Linked DNA regions of Triticum aestivum: region 2 is linked to region 1. Evidence: chromatin contacts called from public Hi-C data. All regions are on one chromosome and are shown on one strand. Each heading gives the region's core, a stretch centred on a gene start, on an enhancer-like site or on the middle of the called end of the contact. The rest is flanking DNA. Distances are from core to core; before and after follow the strand shown.

Region 1 (7,055 bases), core at 3,057-5,556:
GGATGTATATAGACATACTTTAGAGTGTAGATTCACTCATTTTGCTCCGTATATAGTCCGCATTGGAATCTCTAAAAAGACTTATATTTAGGAACGGAGGGAGTACATGGTAAAAATAAATTTTAATTAGAGAATAATCTAGTAGTGACAACCAGAAACGATAAATGGGTTGTTTTGCTTGAATAAAAAAGGATGATAGTCGTAAGTGTTACAGATGCATCTCACTAATCTATAGTGGACCTTTCCAAAAAAGAAACAGCACCGAAGCAATTCTTATCAGGCTTTTTTGCTATTCATAAATTTAACCACGGCAGTAGGTATAAATGCCACAGGTATTGTGGAGCAAGGACAGACCCAGTGCTAGAAGCTCCCACGCCAGGTGGGGTCTGGGGAAGGATTATACGAGGCAAGCCTTACCCCTGCACAACGCAATGCAGAGAGGCCGCGTCGAACCCAGGACCTCTTGGCACACGTGGGGAGTACTTCACCACTACGCCAGGCCTGTCAAAAATGGAATGATAAAAGACATACATACCTTGTTATTATAGAACTCGGCCATCTGCCAGCTTTCTTCAACATGTGCTGTTGGGAAACTCATGCCTTGCAAGGTGGAAGAATAAAAGCTAATCAGGCGCGAAACCTGTATAACCTCGACCGGACTCAAAGCCAACGATGCAATTTCACTAACCGCAGCCTTTCCCTAAGAATGCAACCCAAGCCAGGGCATGGAGACTGTCAGCAACACTCTTCATATGATTGAAATAGTCGGGCCTCCTTCCTTCCGTCATAGCGGTTGCTTTCGCAATAGTATCGTTTAGAGGCTTGAGGAAATCCTGCGCATTGGCCATTGATGCAGGTTTCTGCAGAACAGGGGAGCAAAAGTTCAGTGATGTAAGAATTGCAGTTACGATTTTCCAGATCCATCAAGCACGGTAACATTGTACTATGCCGCAGCGTCCAATACTGGATGCCATTACAACAGTGACATCAGCCCCAGACATCTCGATCAACGAAACCCTATATCTCCTAACCTAAACCTAGGATCAAAATCTCGGGTCGATCAGCCATTTCCGCGCAGCCGACGCCCCGGCGCCCCAAAACCGAAGGGGACACCCCGGAGATCTGAGGGGCGAGCGCAGACATAAACAGCAGATCGAGGCGGGGAGAGAAGCGCGCGCCGTACCGGGTACTGCTTGGCCAGGATGAGGAGGTCCTTGGCGACGGCGAAGGCCTCAGCGAGGACGCTGGTGGCCTCGAGCACCGTCCCGCCGATCTTCTCGGCCGCGGCGTTGAGGCGGCCGAAGGCCTCGGCGAGGAAGTCGTCGTAGGCCAGGATCGCCGGATCCGACGACGCGGAGGCGCCCCCGAAGTCGCGCGCTGCCGAGGCCCCGGACGCGGCGACGGCCTCGAGGCGCGCCACCGCGGCCTCGAGCCGCTCGACGAGCGCCTTCTCCATGGCGAGGCGAGGGAGAGCGAATCGGGCCGCCGGGGTCGGTCGGTGGTGCGTGTCCGTGCGACGGTGTGCGTGCGAGCGAGTGCGTCTCTGTGGCGCCGCTTCTCCGGCTGGTTGCGGTTTTGATGGACTCTGCGGCTTCGCGAGCGGCTTTCCTTTTTTTCTGTGGCGACAGGAAATGCCTACATGAGATTGTGAGATGCTGCGGCGATGGATAATTCCCTGAAATTACAGTACCACATACTCGATCATGCACCGTAATTCGCAAAACAAGATGAAAGTACCATAGTATGTTTTTAGTTTATACTCCTATATGGTATTGTGATCTACGGGTAGTTTCTTGAAAGGAAGATTAGCATGACCTAATCAATCAGGAAATAAAATCAACCTGGTAAAGGTCGGCACTAAGGAGTCGTTGTTGCGTTACGCTTGCAAATGTGAACTTTTGTAGCCTTTTTTATTAAGTCGGTGAGTTGTCGCCGAAAGTTAAAGGCCATCACTAAAGTCTAGCAACGAGAGTGACGCTACATATTATCATCTTTTTGTTTAAAAAGTCTATTATATGTATGTTGTATTCGGTGTGTATAGTTAAGAGTGATTGTCAAACTAGTCATGCATGTTGGTTCCCGCGTAGATTTATAATTTTTCATGGAACGATATATAGTCAGTACATTCATTAGCAACGGCATGAAAATCAGCAAACATATTTCTACGCTACCAGCTAGTTATAACTTTTTGGCGCCAACAGACAAGATTGCAAGAGACGTCCACACGGCAATAATAGAGACCGGCACGGGCCTGAGGGGGGCTGGGGGCGGCCGCCCCGGGCCCCCAAGGTGGAAGGAGCCCCCACGTATGCAATTCTGTACATTAGGTATCTTGAAGTAGGCCCCATGTAGCCATGGGAAAAGAAAGGAAGAGAGGCCATTGGGTATGGCCCAACCGCCTAAGTAGCAGCAGCAGCTAGTGTTACATCGCCATAACGCACGCATCGACTCGTCGGGATCAAGGAACGCACGCATGCATCGTCCACACGGCGCGCGCCATCTTTTCGCCTTCCGCGCAAGTCGGAGTAGATGAACCAACGCCGCTTGCTCAAAGAACGAGGATTGGACCGCAAGGGAAGCGCTGCGCTCCAGAGCTCGGCGGTGGACCGGTGTTGCGTGTCCTCTGTAGAGGTGAGTGTTGCCGGCCAATCCACACTGTTAATTGTTCCGCTTATGCGGTTTAATGGTGTTCAGATGGTGTAGATCTTAGAGATCCAGATGAAGACCAAGGTTATGGATGCTGATCATGGTTCATGGTAGTTAGTTTTTTTATGAACTGTGCAACAACAACACAATTGGGTAACTAATTATTGATTTTATCCGTGTGCTCAATTAGGTGTGAGTAATTTAATTTTTTTAAAGATACCAAGATGTTTTATTTTTGAAGATGTGAAGGAATTTCCACACCACTCATACAGATTTGTTCATCTATCTAATTGCTCATATACTCCTATTTGTAGTAACAATTTTACCACAGTGATTCCAATAATTTAAAATGCATGTCCCAATTATGTATTTTGGTTATGAAATCTTTTTACGATCATGGAGTCTCATGTCCCTTTTGGTACCTAAAACATATAATGTACTTCTGTATGTTAAAAATGTATTAAAAAATGTTCATGATGTGTACCAAAAATGTAGAACGTGTATGAAAAAGTGAATGTAAAAGCACAAATTTTTAAAAACGTTGACAGTGTATAGTTTTTTAATCTTATATTTAAATATGTTAAACATGTATAAAAAATGTTCCTAATGTATACGAAAAATATATAATGTGTATACAAAACTAGTGATCGAAGATAAATATTAAAAAATGGTAATCATCTCAAAGATGTTAAGGGTGTACAAAAAGTTATTACTTATGTATACAAAAAATGTAGAATATGTATTAAATTTCATGAATGTAAAAGCATAATTTTTTTTAAAAGTTGATAGTGCATAAAAAATGTTAACCATATATTTTTTAAAAATATGTATTAAGAAAATTGCTTGATCTATACCTAAATTATACAATATGTATGAAAAAAGTTGCCATCAAACATATTTTTTAAATGTTCGTCATGCATTTAGAAAATATTAAACATGTTTAAAAAAATGTTTCCTGATGTATACTTAAAGTGTATGAAAAATGTAGACATGTATTGAAGAAAATAGAAAAACATAGAAAAGCGTTGTAACCGAAGGAGCGGAAGATGAAAAAAAAAACACCTCCATAACAAAGAAAAACGAAAAACCTGAAGAAAAGCGTGAAAACCCATAAGAAACCAAGGCAACCCGAAGAAAAACAAAGAAAACTGATGAAACTAAGTCAAGAACAGAAAAAAGAAAAGAAAAAACCAATAAAAATGAAGAAAAAAAGAATACTGAATCAAAAGGAAAGAAAAGAAAAAACTAGAAAAACTGGCCTAAAATGAATAAAACGGTGAAAAACAAATTAAAACCAAAATACCAGAGAAAACTGTGAAGAAACAAAGAAAGCTGATAAAAAACAGAAAGAAAAAGAAAAAAAGAAAAGAAAACGGAGTAGAACCAACAACCAAACATGCGATCGAGCGACGAGAAGTTAGCGGCGAAGAAAAAAAATGAAAATGGCCCGGCACTGAAACAACTGGAAGAGGGAAACGCTTTGCGCGAGAGCTGCTCCGATCTCGCATGAAGCGGGACATAGTTCGAGCGTTTTTGTTTTTTTAGAAATGCGAATGCGTGTGTGGCTTCCGGCAATATGCGCACTCTCTCAGTTGGGCCTGGGCCCCACGCGGCCCATTCGTGCACATCCGGCCGTAGTAGCAAGACAGCCCAGATAGCTCGAGCCGTCTCTACTTCGTGCGTCTTCCGGTCACTCCCGACTCCGGTGCGGTGAGCTCCTCGCCGCCCGCCGGCGATCTCCGTATACGAGAGGAGATAAATAGCGAGCCCGCGAACTCTCCCGCACTCCGACTCGTTAGCCTTTCCCTTTCCCCGTTCGGTTGGTCCAAGCGCTCGCGCTCCTGGCTAGCTGGCTGGCTGGATCTAGTCGGCCAGAACCCTAACCTAACCCCGCGGGACTCCAATCCTGTCCGCATGGAGCCGGCGGCCAACGGCGACAAGCCCTCCGACGAGCAGCAGCAGTTCGATCCCAGCCGGAGTAAGGGCCTCTCTTCTCGTCTCAAACTGCCAATTATGATGTGCTGCTTTGTTCGTGCTCGATCTGGGTTGGGTTGGGTTGGTTTGAGCCCTGTCTAGGGAAGCTTGGCTATTGTATTGGTTATTAGTAGCTAGGAGTATTTGTTTATCGGTTACTGCGCACAATCTATTTGATTGGTGGGAAATTCACAACTACGAATTGGCAGGAGGGGAGGGTGGGAATATAGTTCTTATCGACATGTATGTAGCTCATATGGCCCTGTCCACCTGCAGTAGTAATTGAGAACACGCACGCGATGAATGGATACTGATGCCTTTGGATGGAATCCATGACCGCCATTAGGAACTCATGCTGAACCGTTTGTTTTTCCCACGCAAGCGATTTGATTAGCACAAGCTTCCATGTGCTATCTCAGTCGTCGTTGCGAAGCTTCACATATTTAATTAGTGCACAATGCATCTGCATAATTTTTCAGGATGTACATTCACCAGACGCTGTTTTGGTACCAACGTTAAGTTCAGAAGCTTGTTAAATAATTTTGCTGCACTATGTTACAGTACTGTGGCATTCTGTTTAGGACACCATCTTTAGGATGTGCTCAAACCGAATACTCCGTCTGTTCTATTAGGAACTGTTTGGAAGATCTAGCTATTCCTTCTCATATGCCAAGTGTTGCTATTTGAAAGTATGGCAAGGTCTGTTAACACTTTTACCGCATTCTGACACATAATTTTATCAATGATTTCAAGTGATTGGCATCATCAAAAGGAAGGCCTTGATTAAAGACCTAGCCGCTGCTTACCACGCTGAGTGTGTAGCATGTTGTAAAGAGCTTCTCGAACTCCAGAGAAAGTGGGAGGAGGTCTGTATCCTGTTGTTCTCCAACATTTCCAGATTTAGTCCTTCTTCTGGCTCTCTATATCACTTTAGTAGTTAGTACTGCAATTCTGTTCATTTTTTACTTGTCAATCGGAACATTGCTTGTGTGTCTGTAGTGTTGTTGAAGGTTATATTAGTGATGCATATTTTGTTCCATTAGCAACTGGCACTCTTTACGCTTTGATCATGACTGCTAAAAGCTTTTTTCTTGTCACTTGTCAGATCTCACTTTTACATTAAGTCCATAAAGGCTGGGAACTTTTTAACATTTTTAGTCCGTAAGGCTGGAATTGCTGCAGATTCTGAGTTCAAGTCATTTAGCTGTGAAAGAAATGCAAATGTTTTCTAGGGATGGGAACTTTTTAACATTTTTAGTCCATAAGGCTGGAATTGTTGCAGATTCTGAGTTAAAGTCATTTAGCTGTGTAAGAAATGCAAATGTTTTCTAGGGATGGGAACTTTTTAACATTTTTAGTCCATAAGGCTGGAATTGTTGCAGATTCTGAGTTCAAGTCATTGAGCTGTAAAACAAATGCAAATGTTTTCTAGGGAAGGAAACTTTTTAACATTTTTAGTCCATAAGGCTGGAATTTTTTGCAAATTCCGAGTTGAAGTCATGACTGCCAAATATGATTGAAGTTCAGCACTCACTGTTGCATGTTTTAGGTTTTGTCATTAAGAGAATTTTCTCTGTGAAAAAGGTTCCTGTTGTCAACATTAATAATTCATCAGTACATATACTTGCTAGCTTGTTCTCTAGTACCCCCAGCATCTTTCGGGATCTGTATTTGTTTTTTGTGCTAGCAGTTTCTCCCTTCTTACTCCATTAGTTTTCGTTGTTATTCCCGTTCTTTGTTGGAATAGTTCAGCTTTCTGCAATTCGTGTCATAGTGCTACTTATCAAAGTCATGTAAATGCAACCATCTTTCTGGGGCTACTTGTATTTGATGTTTGTGCCAGCAGTTTCTCTCTTGTTACTCCAGTAGTTTTCGTTATAATTATCATTCTTTGTTGGAATAGTTTCCACCTTTCTGCAATTCTTGTCGTAGTGCTACTTACATAAGTTATTAAAATCCACCATCTTTCAGGGGCTGTATGCCTTGGTCTATACTAAAATTGAGCACACGGTTTTTGTTCTGCACTTCCTATCCTGTCAACAATTTCTTCAGACAACTGATCTCTGATGCGACCCCTTTTCCTTTTTTTTCCCGGTCGGTCCTGCAGGAGCAATGTGTCGAAGCTAAGATGCCTGAAGTGCCAAAACCATCTTCGACAAAGCCTTCTAAGCGCAGGAAGAGGTAGATCTACCAGGGGATTAATCGATGCTGCAGTTTATTTCAGTGGGGGAAATGAGAAGAGAAATAAAAGACCCATGTAAACATAGTTGACCTCCTGATACGCAGGAAGGCGTGGTGAAAAACTCTACTGAGATTCGTGGTCTTCAAAATGTGGCACGAGCTAGTAAAAAAGTTTCGAGTAATGTGTGTGTACTGATGTGAAGTGAAGCAACATACTATCACGGCTTGCTGCTGTCTTGCCCTATGGGTAAAAA
Region 2 (7,055 bases), core at 2,488-4,987, 350 kb after region 1:
CCTCCAAGGCCATGTCCATCATGAACTCCTTCATCAACGACATCTTCGAGAAGCTCGCCGGCGAGGCCGCCAAGCTGGCGCGGTACAACAAGAAGCCAACCATCACGTCCCGGGAGATCCAGACCTCCGTCCGCCTCGTCCTCCCCGGCGAGCTCGCCAAGCACGCCGTCTCCGAGGGCACCAAGGCTGTCACCAAGTTCACCTCCTCTTAGGCTGTTCGTCTTCCTGTGTCTCGTAGTTAGCTGTTCGGGTGTGTTTGTGGCCGTGTTATCCTGTAAGAATCGCACCGCGATGTTTCTGTATCTCGAGAAATGGTAATGGTGCCTGCCTCAATGTTCAGTACGTACATGCTAGTCTTATTTTGTTCTGGTCTTGAATTCTTGATCTCGAGTCAAGGTGCTGATCCTCTCCTTTCTGAGAATCATGTGCTCTTATCGGCGGTCTTAGACTTTGCTTTTCCAAATTCTGTGTGAGATTGTACTGTCTGTTAAATTTGCTGCCCCATGACACGATCTTCCAGTTCTGGAGCCATGTTTCGTGCATCAAAACGAAAAAATCAATTGGCCGGAAGTTCAGTCGCTCCTAAAAATCAATCGAGTTCATGTCAACCGGTGTCGTTCCAGTGGGAGCGAAAAGTTGTACCACATGATTCGTTTTGCAATAATGCCAACAGCAGTTCCGAATTTCTGCTCGACGGATCTGATAGTTCGTTCCAAGTGGTTTATGACTTCTGTTTCATTACTGTTTGTTTGTTGTCCCAGTCTTCTGTTTCATGGCTGATATGCTTCCTTTCCTAATCGCACTGCACATCCATTTTTGGTACTCGAAATGCGACAGTATTCATGCAATTTCAGTTCCCGTTGCAGTCCAGCAGGCATTGCTTTGTAGTTGGACACTGGTAATTCAGAGAGTACGCTGTATGCTCTCCAAGATCAGCCGCACAACCGCCTCACCGTCGTGGTAGCAGTAACATCTTACTAGCAGGACGGCAGCCAAACGTAGCTGGTTGATCGGTGGCAGGAACGCCGTGCGGCGAGAGCACGGCGCGCCCTGGAGTCGTCAAGTGTATGGCAAACAGAAACTAGTCTATGAAAACATGCAATATTCTGCAGTTCAAACTTCCAATGCAATCGATCACATCAATTACTGACAGTAATATCAGATGCGATCTTCAGTGTGTTATGTTGCCTGGCTTCTGCTGCTGTTCAATTCCGGTTCCAGGTCTGCCAAGAATTCGACCTGGGTTCATCCCAGTTCTAGCTTAATTTAAGTACTTGGACATTATATAGAGGCTGTGTCAATTAATTTGGACCAGAGGGAGTACATAAATCTTCAAACAAGCAAGAGCTCCAGATTTATTTTTAACCAAGATAAATGCCATAGATACATCCTTTATTTCCACCGGGAAAAACACCAGACGGCATTGTATCAGAAGAATGCTTTCTATGTTTATTTTGACCATCGTGCACTCGATATGTTCCCAAACAAGAATTAGTGAGCGTAACAACAACACAGGGCCAAGATGAATGTAAGAGTACCGGTAACAAGCTGGTTCATCCATCACGTGATTAAATCCACTGCAGTGTTCACTACCTGGATGCAAACGCAACAAGCTTACAATGGCCGTTGCTTTCCAAGACAAAATTATATCAGTAACTAGAGCCACCACTGCACATGCTTCGCTCTATTTACATCATCGCATGACGCATCATGACGTAGATCCTTTGCTGCCCGTAGTCATGAAAGATTCACCGCATCCACACTCCCCTTTCGAGTTCGGGTTTATGAACACAAACTCTGACCTGCAACGCAAGCCACTATCAGTAACCAACAAGAGGTAAGCCAATGGAGGTTGAGAACAAGCATGTTCTTCACAGAAATTAGAGACCATACCTGAGTGGATCATCAACGAAGTCCATCTTGGTGCCGATCACATGCATCAGGGCCTTGGGGTCAATCAGTACTTTCACACCCTTCTCTTCAACAAGCTCATCAAACTTCCCTTTTTCTTCTGAACAAGGAGAGATTCAACTTTGGCACGGACAGCAGAAAACAGACGAAAGAAAATGCGGAAGCTAGTTCAATCTACACAATGATAAGATGATGCTACAGTCGATATCTATTCTTGGTTTGTTAAATTAGGCTCAAAAGTTCTTGAAAAAAATAAATTAGGCTCAAAAGATTGATCTATCAATGGACAGAAATAGCACCCCGTTAATTTGTATGAATATCTGACCAATGCTACGGTTGATATGCATTCTTGGTTTGGGAAATTAAGCTTAATAGATTGATATATTTACTAACAAAAAATAAATGTGTGCCACGCTGGGCACGGCTCACTAATCTGTACCAACATCTGACCAAGGCTGTATAATTGTACATACGGGCAAGGCTTTTTATGACACAGGTCGGGCAAAAACATTAGATCGACGAACTAATAATTGGAGAAATTGTTCAACCAGATGTTACTAAGAAAACTAAACATGATAGGAGTTGAACAGCACAGCCTACATATCGCACGAATGTTCAGACTACTAAACATCATGGCCTCGCTCTAACATAACAAACATTTAAGCAAACAAAATATACAGCATGAAACCCTGCATATTAGATGTTGGAGGATGGGGGCAGGGCCAAGCAATATAACAGCGATTTCACGTTGTAACTTATGAATGCGTATGTTCACTTCCCCTCCTCTTCTACTTATACAACAATCTCAAAGAAATGGTATACCAGGGACATGGACAGATTGATTACCTGACAAATTAATTCACTAAGCTTGGTGAGATTATCTGGCCATTTAATTCACTAGGTTTGGCCAGATTATGTGGCCATTAATTCACTAGGTTTAGACAGATTATGTGGCCATTTAATTCACTAGGTTTGGCGCGTATATTGCTGTAACATTGAAGAGTTTCTGCATAATATTTTGCAAGATGCAAAGCATGGTAGCTTCATACCTCTGAAATGCTGAACTAATTAACTTGAAACTCACGCATTGGAACAGCAACACCGGGCAATACAACATGCAATATATACCAGTTGAACCTATGAATATGTTCACTTCCCCCCTCTGAAACTTGTACAGCGATATGGCATGCGAGAATTAAATTATCAGGCCAGTTGATTTCATTAGGTTTGCTGTGTATATCGCTGTAACATCGCAGGGTCATCTAAACAAAATTTTGCAAGATGCAGGGCACGACAGCTTCATCCCTCTAAAACACCGAACCACCAGCAACAAGGGAATTTCAACATGAAACAAATACGCTGGAAACGCGAAGCTAGCATACCGGCATAATTCAGCGTGTAGGACAGCCCATTGCAGCCGCGCGCCTTGACGCCAAGGCGCAGGTAGGGCCGCTGCCTGAGGTCGAGGAGGTGGCGCACCCTGGCCGCCGCGGCCTCCGTCAGGGTGAGCGCCTGCTTCCGGGCGGCCGCCCCCGCCCTCTGCCCCGCGGCCCTCAGCGCGGACGACGACATGGTTCGCCGGCGCGGCGGCAGGCGCGATTCGTCTTGGCAGGAAGGGCCTTGCGCGGCAAGATTACGCCGGGGCGCCCTGGATCTTCTCCCTCCTGGCGCGGGTGCTCTCCTTCCAAGGTCTCCGATCGAGGGCGCCGGCAGCAGCGGCGCGGCTGGATCGGCGGTGCCGGGGCGCGCTGGCGTGGGGCCGTAATCCCCTTTCGACGAATGGACGGACGAATTTGGGGTGGACGGAGGCGTCTGGAAACTGCTCAGGTTATTGGTTCCTCTGGGCCAGACCCATTCGGCCCATCAACTTTGGATTTGGTAGTTTTTTTAGCTGCCTGCCACTTTATAGGTTTTTCTTCAACAATTTCTTTCGTGCCAGAAATTCATAGGAAAATCAAACTTTGACACGCTCACCGTTGTGCGTGCCGATTTACCTGGCTCGGTGTCTCAAGCTCCTCGACAAGTTTGCCTTCGCCACCGGCTTAAATATCACTCCCTTTTTTTTTTGGTGAATAAGACACACATACAATTTGAAATCGTGTTTGACCACCGGTTTAACAAACAAAACGTGGGTTATGTGAGACAAAAGTCATACCATCGAACTCGTATTTGAAGAAAGCTTTTTATGGTATAATTTTGAAGTCACATAATTCATGTATTACTAGTCTAAATGATGATCAAAGTTAAACATTAACATACATGCACACCTTATTGGAAGAGCACTGCTATGCACACGATGCATTCACACAGGAGAAGTCACTTTGGATTGCCTCGTTTTTAAAATCCGTGTGGCTTCTAATCATGTCGTGCACGGATCGTGCATGAACAGATTGTGCATGCAACACTCTCGTATTGGAAGGGAGTAACTCTGATCCTCATGCATGCCATAATGGTGTGCTCGACGAAGTTGGTCAGATCCTCGGGTTAACATTAAAGGCATCCTCCAAACATACTACACCTCTCTCACAGTTTACAGGGCGTGCGCGTATCCCTAGATCATCAATTTGACCAACCTAATACAAGTCATATATTAAAAAAAAATACCAATATAAACTTGAGATGTTCTATTTTCAAACGGTATAGTTATTGTGTTATATAATTTATGTTAGGGTGCTAAAATTGACAACCTAGGTATACGCGCAGGACTTGTAAACTGAAACGGAGGTAGTACCTCCCCCCCTCTGTTGTGTGAGAAGAAAGCAGTCAAGCCCCCATGCCAGGGCAGACATATACCTCCCTGGTTGGCGGTAGAATTATGCTAATCAACGCGGTCCTTGATGCCCTTCTAGTGCATTGATGAAGGTGGTGGAGCTTCATCCATCTGTCGGTAAAGCGATGGATGCATTGCACCGCTCCTTCCTCTGGGCAAACGTTTGACAGGTTTTGGGAGCTCAATACCTTGTTGCCTGAGGGTGCGATTGTCACCAAAGGAGGAGGGTGGTCGTGCGAATAAGTAATTTTACCGGTGTCGGGATGTACCGGTGGGCAATCCACCCTCCGTCATTTTCATCAAGATCCGTGCAGGTTTTATACTCTATTTTCAGATATCAGACTACACATAGCAATACATGTACTAGTGTCAGATATTGTCAGCTTTTACAGAAGAGAGAGAGAGAGTTAGAGTAGAGACAATGGTGCATGCATGCATGCATTCACTCACGGGATACATATGACATGCATTTTATTTTCATCCACATATTTTTAATGACTTGTATCTTTTGAACCAAATGTTCATTATTGAAACTTTTTGTATATTTAAATTCGTGGTGACAAGATCTAGAGAACAAGATCAATTTTGGATATGTTTGAAATATATTTTATTTTATATGTTTCAATTATCTTTGAAATCACTTTCATAAAACACTAAATTGTTTCACTATTTTAAGAAGTTTTTTCTAGTGTTTCGCTCATTTTCACAAACTGCAATATGAAACTCACAAAGACACAGATATATTTGATATAGTAGTAAAATAGAAGTTTAATATATTCAATTTAGACGTGTTTGACTGCAACTTAGACGTGTTTGAAATAGTCAATTTCACATATTTTAAATAAACCTATTTCACTAATTTCTTATTTCTATATTTTAATTATTTTTAATATCGCTTTCATAAAACATAAGATTGATCCTCTATTTCATAAAAGTGTTTTTGAATGTTTCGCTAATAGAAGTTAAAAAATCATTTCACTCGTTTCAAAAATAGATTTCACACATTTCAGAAAACACATTACTCTCATTTGCAATACTAATTTCGCTGCAAATTTAAGAAATATATTGAAATATATTCCGCTCATAAAAAATATCAGTTTCAAACACTGAAAAATTAGTTTCACAACAAAAATTGGTTTTATTTCACTTTTATTCAAATAACTTATTTCACTCATTTCAGAAAACACACTGCACTCATTTACAAAATATATATTTCACCCATTTCACTAGTTTCAGAAAACTGATTTCACTCATTACAAAATATATATGAGAAACTAATTTCGCTTCGTATTTATGAAAAAAAATTGAAACATATTTCACTCAGCAGAAATATCAGTATCACACAATGAAAAAGTCGTTTCACACCAAAATATATATTTCACTTTTTTCAAATAACTCATTTCACTCATTCAGAAAACACACTACAGTCGCTCAATTGAAATAATATATTTCACTTGTTTCAGAAAACTGATTACACTTATTACAAAAGATAAATTTTACTAGTTTCAGTAAAACACATCACAGTTACTCCATTGAAGAAACAATTTCACAAGCTAGAATATGAAACTCACAAAAAAAACTATATTCGGAAAAGTGTTTCAATCATTTCAATAACTGATTTCAATCATTTCAAAAATTGTAATTTGAAATGAGTGAAATTAATATTTTGATATGATTGAAATAGTAAAAATTAAACTAGTTTAAATATATTCAAGATTTGTATCATTATAAAGATCTTATGTTCAAGAATTTGAATATATGAAAATTTTAAATAATAGAACAAAGCTGTAAAAATATTGGTCATCTAAAAATATAACCAAAAATAAAATGCATGGATTTGTTTGAGAGAGGGGAGAGATGCTGCATGCATGCGTACATTCCACTGCTCCCTGGCATGGACCCTACTAGTCTGACATTGATTTGACTATATACAAAAGGTCACCTGTCTCAATACATGATTATACATATGGATGGACCCTACTTATGCACAGATCATAAAGCATGTGGAGGATGGATGCGGCTCCGGTACATCCCGCCTCCGGTAAAAAGGAGTTTGCGGGTGGCCGTGTCATTCGCTCTGTCGCCACCTACAATAAGTGCCTCCTCCTCAGGTTGTTGCTCCGTCTTCACTCTGTCCGTGGCAAATTTGACAATTTTGACCTGGAAACGAAATAAATTCACAGAATGAACTGGGTGCGAAACTATTTCACACCCCTAACCCTTTTGTGTAGCGCCCGCCACGCCGGTGCCACACCCTACGGTGCAGCGCCTAGCTCCGGGGCGTTGCACCTCTGTCCACCGCGGCAGCCCATGGGCCCGCACCCATTAGTGCAACGCCTCCGAGCTAGGCGCTGCACCTGTAATGTGCAGCGCC

What was found. A called contact is a pair of places that touch in the nucleus more often than the background predicts.
Region 2: a Hi-C map of leaf shows a contact between it and region 1, with 2.7 times the contacts expected there. The contact joins the promoter of LOC123095943 here to the promoter of LOC123095940 in region 1. A contact is called at or near these places in 2 of 5 Hi-C or Micro-C datasets (both in leaf).

What each region holds. Positions count from the first base shown.
Region 1 is chr4D:30,473,755-30,480,809 of IWGSC CS RefSeq v2.1, forward strand. LOC123095940 reads left to right here and starts at 4,307. Exons shown (of 3, transcript XM_044517510.1): 1 at 4,307-4,624; 2 at 5,374-5,486; 3 at 6,728-7,055. The coding sequence starts at 4,561. The coding sequence ends at 6,805. It overlaps LOC123095938 (cyclase-associated protein 1), which reads right to left and starts at 1,584. Exons shown (of 10, transcript XM_044517507.1): 1 at 1,184-1,584; 2 at 689-860; 3 at 536-600. The coding sequence starts at 1,456.
Region 2 is chr4D:30,828,912-30,835,966 of IWGSC CS RefSeq v2.1, forward strand. LOC123095943 (iron-sulfur assembly protein IscA-like 1, mitochondrial) reads right to left here and starts at 3,738. Exons shown (of 3, transcript XM_044517513.1): 1 at 3,294-3,738; 2 at 1,894-2,011; 3 at 1,332-1,802. The coding sequence starts at 3,483. The coding sequence ends at 1,709. LOC123095942 (histone H2B.1-like) reads left to right here. Exons shown (of 1, transcript XM_044517512.1): 1 at 1-346. The coding sequence ends at 212.